Linked DNA regions of Anas platyrhynchos: region 2 is linked to region 1. Evidence: chromatin contacts called from public Hi-C data. All regions are on one chromosome and are shown on one strand. Each heading gives the region's core, a stretch centred on a gene start, on an enhancer-like site or on the middle of the called end of the contact. The rest is flanking DNA. Distances are from core to core; before and after follow the strand shown.

What was found. A called contact is a pair of places that touch in the nucleus more often than the background predicts.
Region 2: a Hi-C map of subcutaneous adipose tissue shows a contact between it and region 1, with 1.6 times the contacts expected there. The contact joins the promoter of CYB5A here to the enhancer-like site in region 1. A contact is called at or near these places in 3 of 8 Hi-C or Micro-C datasets (liver, skeletal muscle and subcutaneous adipose tissue).

Annotation. Positions count from the first base shown.
Region 1 is chr2:60,758,107-60,761,881 of IASCAAS_PekinDuck_T2T, reverse strand. LOC110353546 (a long non-coding RNA gene) reads left to right here. Exons shown (of 3, transcript XR_005263518.2): 3 at 2,819-3,775. Among named protein-coding and RNA genes, the nearest start is that of FBXO15, 22 kb to the right of the region's middle. Within about 2 kb of position 2,126, at least 1 of the 8 cell types and tissues checked has an H3K27ac peak or open chromatin away from gene starts, as enhancers often do. A contact at or near this core is called in subcutaneous adipose tissue, where this site is marked.
Region 2 is chr2:60,790,936-60,794,819 of IASCAAS_PekinDuck_T2T, reverse strand. CYB5A (cytochrome b5 type A) reads left to right here and starts at 1,473. Exons shown (of 5, transcript XM_027451901.3): 1 at 1,473-1,681. The coding sequence starts at 1,532. It overlaps C2H18orf63 (chromosome 2 C18orf63 homolog), which reads right to left and starts at 1,133. Exons shown (of 16, transcript XM_072034823.1): 1 at 118-1,133.

The DNA.
Region 1 (3,775 bases), core at 877-3,376:
TTATCAAGGAGGCTTTTCAGGGCTCAAGATGTAAGGTCTTCCTGACCTTGTACATTAAGTACTTTTAATATGCATTTGAGAGAAGTTTAGGTAGCCAGCCTCATCGCCATGCTTGCTTAAAAGTTGTCTGTTCAAAACAAATGTGGTTTCAGGAATATATAAACTTTGATTAAAAGCTGTTTTAGAGGTTATGTTTGAGAAGATTTTTTTTTTCTCTCTTAAATTGTATGTAAAATACCTATTTTTTGTCTATACCTCCCTTTAATACACCTATTCAGTGCCATATGGTTTTGTTTTCTTTAAGGCAAGAATTATTTTCCTATAACTGTTCTGACTTAGGGCACAGAGTAGCATCTCTTAAATCAGGAAACCCAGGCAGGCTTCTGGATGCTTTACAGCTTTCCATTCTAGCAGCAAGGTGCCGGAGCAGCTTTGCTTGGCAAGGCGATAATTCCCACACTGAGGGAAGACAAGAACAGACCACAAAAGCTTTAGATAAATACAAGAAGAAAGCTGTTAAATGCATTTCAGTGGACATTTACGTGCGTCCGAGCACTATAGGACATAAAAAGCTGATTGTAAAAATAAGCAGCTCCTAGAGATGAGTTGCTTGTCACTGTGTATGTATTGGCAAAGGGTGTAAAACAAAACAGCACTGAAATGTCCCCCCCAAAACTAATCACGACATTCAGCTGAAGATTAAGATCCAAAATACTCCTCGTATAAACTTGTTCCTGTTAAATAAGCTGAGAAATGTGAGAGACTCCACCAGGCAAGGAGCTATCACTGTTGCCCTTGTAGCACAAGAAAGGAGCTATTAACTTTCTCATAGTGAGGTATGGAGGGATAATACGTTTCTGAGCCCAGAATGACCTAATCAATCACGTATAAAAAGAGGCCAGCAATTCTTTCTCTTCAGGATTCATTCTCTTCCATTATTTGCAGGTAGCTCGCTGCCATCCCAGGCCTTGGCAGGAGTTAGGAGTGAACCAGGGCAACCCATCACCTCCAAGAGACACAGCCAAGAGAGATTTTGTCATGCTCTCTTTATGGAGAGAGCATGACAAAGCAGCCCAGTTCAGCCTCACAAGCAGCCCAGCTATAAGCTGTGATCAGTGTGAGCTGAGCATCAGCTGGCTGAGCACCACTAGAGATGAGATTCCTGGCCTAAAGTGGCTCTTTGGTTTGAATTAATACGGCTTCTGCTTGATTTTTTTTTTTCCCCTTTCTGTTGTTTTGAAGGGGAAAAAATCCATTGCTGTAAGAAGCGGATGAGGTAGACAAAGCCCTGAGCAACCCAGTCTGACCTGGGCTGTATGAAGTTGTTTAAGAATTTTCCCACTTATTAAGAAAAATAAATTTTCTTTAAATTCCAATTAAATATCTTCTCGTGACCTTCTAGTGTGTGTTGCCTGTAAAAATCCCCTAATGTTTATTTGCTCTTATTTAGTGGTTTCTCCAGGGAAAAGATGTTCCTGCTTTAAATTTCTGGAAAGTCCCTAGCTGTTGTTAATAAACATGCTGCAGATATTTTAATCACAAAATATTTTCTACTTAATTCCTGTTTCATTTATTTCCCTACACCATTTGTTTGGATATTGGTAGTGTTGGCTCTGCGTCTGGAGTGTGCTAACTTCAGATTTCTTTCGTAAGACTCCGTCTCTCTCTCCTGTGACTTTTGATGTCTAAAAGCACAGCTTGCTGTTTCATGACATGCTGCACCTTACCTGTGCGTGCAGCAGCTCTCTGTAACACACACTCCGTTGTGCAAACAGAGTGAGAGGTCTTTGGATTTTAAGTTCTTGGCAATGGTCTGGATCCAGAAAGCGTTGCAGGGTGTCCTCCCTGCCTCCTGCAAAGGTGACAGATGCCATGCTGTGTCCACAGAGGCTTTTGGGCCAAGCTGGGGAAAAGCTGTTGGCTATTTTCTGCAGCTGCTGATGACCTCTTAAAATGAAGTCGATCTTGTTTTTATCTGAGCTATATGGTACAAAGCATTTTTTCATGGGATGAGAAAATATGAAAGCCTGAGCCAGCGTGTGATCCAGCCCAAGCCTGGCAGGATGCTAACTCATCCATGCTGCTTTAGCTGTCTCGGCCATTCCAGATGTTTTCCCAGCACTGTGTTGTACAGTGAAGAAATCCTCAATTTTGCATGCTGTCTCTGTCCTTCCAGAGATATGTGCCTTCAGCACAGATGTGCTGACCACACTGTTCTTTTAAACCCCTTTTCAGCGTACAGAAAAGGAGCTGGCTGGTTTCAGCAGTTGCTTGTTGCAGCCTTCCACACAGCTGCAATTCAGGGAAACGCCAGTTTGGATTTTCCAGGCTCTCCGTTCCCATGTTCCAGTAGCAAAGCAAAGCAATTCTTGTACATGTTTAATCATAAAGGGACACGGTACTCCCAGCTACTGCTTTGGAGTATAAGCATAACACATCTGCCACAATTGTAAATAAAGCATTGAACCTTATGGTGAAAAAGAAATCAGATGGCTGTGCAGTAAGGGGTAGTGTCAGTGTTTGTAAATGAGCATGCACTTTCTCTTGCATTTTGCCATGATGTGCTAACATATTTTGCATCTACGCTAGAAAAAAGGTACTTGTTTTGAACTAATGGACTACTTCTGCTTCTTGGTGAAACACAGAAAAGGAATAGAAAGTATTAACTCTCAATGTTTGCTGTATTTTCAAAGGTACACTCATGATGGTTAAGGTGTGATACAACACATTTTAATTAGGATGTTTGCAATTATGCTAATGCAGCTATTTTAAATTCTTTTTTTTTTTTTCTTTTTTTTTTCCTTTGTTATTTATTTAGGACTAGTGCCTGCAGGCTGACTCACCAGAATGAAATCTAGGCAAGCCTGCAGTTACGTATCTGGAAAGATCCCATCAGTCAGGGGCAGCGAAGCCATCAGGAGTTTTGCCATTCACTTACCGGCAACCCGTGGACTTTGAAAGACATTTCTTAAGTTCTCAAAAACTCTTGGGTGTAGCCAGTTAAATAGCCCATTCCTTTGCCAGCCGTAGCCCCTTTGCTGTTAATCCCAGTTATAAATGATTTGTTTTACTGAAATTCAAATGAAGATTTGAATCTGTTTCCTGTTCACACACACAAACTTAAGACAGATATTTGGCTGTAGCCAGAGTTCATACAGCCTCCTGGGGGCTATGTGAGTTTGGTGTGAGTCATAGTTCGCTGACATTCAGCATGAAAAGAAAAATTCTAAAAGTCTAACCAAGTCTGCTGGTCATTGGGAAGTTTGTAAACTTGTCAGCCTTGTTTGGAAGCTGTTTTCCCTATTGCGGTTTGCAACTGCAATTATGTAAAAAGTGATGCAAGATGTGGCCAAAGGCACTATGAAATGCTCTATCTGCTTTCTGTGAAGATCAGCTGAACAAGTTAGGTTATGAATAGAAACAAAATATTGCTGGTTCAGGAAAAAAAACAAACAGACAAATAATGAAAAAACAACCAACCACCACAGAGGCATTTCCAGCTACCTTTCATCTATTTTTCATTCAGGATAAAGTGCCTGTCACTGCAGTGCTGCCATGTAGTGTGAAGCATTAGATAGCCAGGAAACAGTTTCAAAGCAAAGACATAATTCACAGGTCTGAAATTTTATGTGGCGATGAATCCCAAAGAAAATGGAGCGTCAGCTGATCCGAGGCAGCAGGTGTCAGCGTGCCGTCAGTTGTTACGAACCCTCCTGCTGTCAGTAGACTTCAAACCTTCTTCTGCATGTCTTGAATTCTAAAGAAATGACCAAAG
Region 2 (3,884 bases), core at 224-2,723, 34 kb before region 1:
TGTAAACTTTATGTCACTTAAGTTACACTGGAAACAAACTCTTTAAAGGAAAAAAAAGTCTGTATTCATACTGGAAAGTGTAAACTGCGGTACTATTGGTACTAAATTGGTGCTGACCTAAAGCTGCTGAATGACTTTCCTCAGTGGTGGTACCACAGTGAAGGGAGCTGCCCTGGGCCGAAAAGAAAACAAAGTCACCAAAAGCGTTTGTGAACACAGCAAAGGGGCTGAGGTTTTAGCTTAAATTACACTGGCAGAAAACAGGCAGAGGCATGATGAAGAGAGTTCCCATGAGGTGAAGGAACTGCTCTCTGTGCCCTCAGCACCACAGAACGGGGGCCAGCAGGCATCGAGCAGCACCATGAGGAAGCCACCTGCGGTTGTCAGCTGGGCCAGGCTCCCCAGGTGGCCCTGCTGCTTTTAGTGGGTTTATGTGGCAAGGTATTGGTAGCGAGAAGCTGCAGGGGTGGCTTCTGTGAGAAGAATCCAGAAGCTGCCCCGTGTTAGGTAAGGGCCAGTTTCAGCTGGCTCCAAACGGGACCCAGCACTGGCTAGAGGTGAGCCGATAAGCAGTGTTTGTGCCTCTGTGAGAGCAGGTTTAAGAAATGTGAAAAAAAATGCTGCACAACAAAAACTGGGAGAGAGGAGTGAGAAAATATGAGGGAAACAACCCTGCAGACACCAAAACCAGCAAAGAAGGGAGGAGGTGCTCCAGCAGCTCCCCCACGGCCTGTGGAGAGGCCCCCGGTGGAGCAGGCTGTCCCCCTGCAGCCCATGGGTCCCCCACGGAGCAGATCTCCACGCTGCAGCCCCCCCGTGGGTGGAGGAGCCCCCGGTGGAGCAGGTGGATGTGGCCTGGAGGAGGCTGCGGCCCATGGAGAGGAGCAGGGGCAGAGTGGCCGAGGGCTGGTGGAGACGAAGCGTTAGGGACTGACCACAGCCCCCATTCCCTGTTCCCGTGTCGCTCAGGGGGAGGAGGTGCAAGAGTGGATGCATGGAAGATATTTTTATAATTTTTTTGTTTCACGCTTCTCTAGCTTGCAATAGGCAATACATTTATTTCATCTCCCTACTCTGTTTTGCCACCACACCGCCCCGCACCCCTCCTTACGGCCCCCCCTCAGCACCACGGGGCGGCGCCGCCGCGCGGGGAGCAGCGCCGGGCGGGCAGCAAGATGGCGCCGCCTGAGGCGGGGCGCGCGAGGGGCCGGGGCGGGCACCGGCCGCTGCGACGCACGTGACCGACCGGGTCACGTGGCGCGGAGGGGACGGCTCCGCCCGCTCCCGGCGGCGGGGTCGGAGTAGCCTGTGAGCCCGCCCCGCGGCCGCCTCGCTAAGCCCCGCCCCTCCCCCGGCGTCCTCCAATCCTGGCGCGGCGTCCCGCCGCCCTGCTTGATAGACGTGCCTGTAGACCAATGAGCGGGTCGAGAAGGCGGGGCAGCGGGCGGGGCGGCGGCCGGGCTCTAGGCGTGCTGCGGGGCGCCCCGGGGGCCGTGTGCGCGGCGCCGAGGCTGGGCGGCAGCGGGCGGCCATGGGGGGCTCGGGGGAGGCCGGCAGCGGCGGCGAGGCGTGGCGGGGCCGCTACTACCGGCTGGAGGAGGTGCAGCGGCACAACACCAGCCAGAGCACCTGGATCATCCTGCACCACCGCATCTACGACGTCACCAAGTTCCTCGACGAGGTGGGCGACCGTTACGCGGCGACCGTTAAACGGCCGGCGGGGGGGGGGGGCAGATTTCTGAGGTAAACTCGGGCCCCTCCGAGTACCAAAAGCGCACTCTGTGCGCTTAGAAACGAAACTCCTGAGCAAAGTGCTTTATCCGTGATGTTTTGAGCTTTCTCAGCCCCTTTCTCCCAACTCTGCAAAGATCTGGCACCCGATTTTAAAAAGTTCCTGCAGTTTTACGTTAGCTTGTAGTGGCACGGCACTGCGTGAGCCTCTGCTGTTGTGTGGCCCTGCCTCGCTTTTCATGACTGTAAGCGCTTGAACTTTAAAGTGGGGTGTTCTGCAAGTAAGAATTTGACAAGACAACTCTTAAGCGGTGTGCCAGTGCACTTGGGTCGTGAACTGCATCTACCAATTCTTCCTGAACTGGTTTTCATCTGGCCGTAGCCCTGGTCTGGTTCATTACCTAGGTATGGAAATGTTTACTTACACAGGCAAGGCCAATTTAACTCCAGAAGCCTTGGGGAAGAAAAATTTTTCATGGAGTCTCAGAAACAGAGCTGTTCTTGGAGACTGGGTGGGTTTTGGTTGGTACACAGTTCTGTGAGGTCTTCCTCATTTAAAAGAGAAACAAAACAGAAAAACATTTGACAAAAAAATCTAAGAACTAACGAGCTTATGATTTAAGTAGCTGCACAGTCAGGCAGACAGCCCCTTCGTTCAGAACACATGTGAAATTGATAAGTATTAGTTTCAAGTTATGCAAGGAAGACTTGCTTTCAGCCCTCAGGATAACTTGGCAAATTCACTATCAAACCAAAAGAATTCAGTTTGTAAGCAGTTAAGTAGTTTTTTTTTTTTTCTTGGACAGCTGCAGGATGTCTGATGCACTGTGGTATACCGGCTCAGGCTTTAGCCTCACGGTAAACAGTTTTTGCTGTGATATGGCTGGCTTTGGAGCTGAACTTCCTGGTTGATACGCTAAGATAATAAAGGAGCGAGATCAGATTGCTTTGTTGAAAATGACTATCTAAGTGCAGCTGCACTCCCACGGAAAGTTCTTGAATATCCTAGTGTGCATTGTATTGATCTTTTTTTTTTTTTTTTTTTTTGAGGGTAGAACCCTTGGATTAAAACATTTAATAGGGTACTTTGGGTTTTGCCTTTTTTGAATGCTTTTGATAGGTGGTTTACTTACAAAGTGATGTACTAATTCAGTCTGGTCTGTCAAGGACTTTGAGGGATTTACACATGACAGATAAGGAGAAATTGAAGCGAGCCACTTGCTGGTGCATTCTGGACTATGATAAACACTGCTCGGGGAAGCAGGGATTACATGAGCAGTTTCTATAGCATTACTAGTCAAATTCGGCTTTACCTATTGGTTTTCCTTGCCAGAAGTAGAAAAGCTTAAAATATTTCAAGAATTAGTAATAGGCTATTAAAATAAGTCTGTTAGTTTTTCAGAGAGAGCACAGTTAATGCATCGCTTCAATCCTCTTCCCTACTAAGAAACATCTAAGCATATCAGTTCACTGGGGAGTGAAGAACTGGGAACAGAAGCTCGCTTTACCAGTTCCAATTATTAGTTCAACAAAAAAATCTCTCCAACTATTGCATTAACCTTTGGAATTACTTTCTTTCTGCTTATAAATTTGAGAACTTTACAGTGCCTCACTGTTAGGGATACACTGGATGTTCTCTTGCTTAACAAGTGAATGTATGCTGTTGCCTTTCGCTTCATTACAGTACTTAAGGGCTGTGTTTTCTCTGTACAGCTGCTGTCTCTGCATAAAGCTCGCAGATGTTTAGTGAAACTTTTTCTGGGGTGTGGGGAACCGTCAGCCTTTGCCAACACTTGGTTGAAATTAGTAAGTGGACTGGGAGCAGTGTGTGCGCACTGGGAGTGGTAGGGCTGTGTGGAGGCATCACACAGGGTCACCACGTTGGCTTGGTTTCCTAAGGCCAAGGCTTAAAAATAAAAAGATCCTTTGAAATAGGGATGAAGTGCTGGAGAAAAAAAGGATTATGTGCATTGGCACCTTATCTTAGAGATTACTGAAGACTCCAGCAACTGTTTTTTTCCTCAAAATGTAGGATCTCTAAAACTATAATGTGAATATATATCTCTGAATATTCTTCAATTATCCATGTTTATCCCCTGAAAGAGGAAATCTGGAGACCTCAGCTTTTAGGGTGTGCTATCTGAATGTTCTTG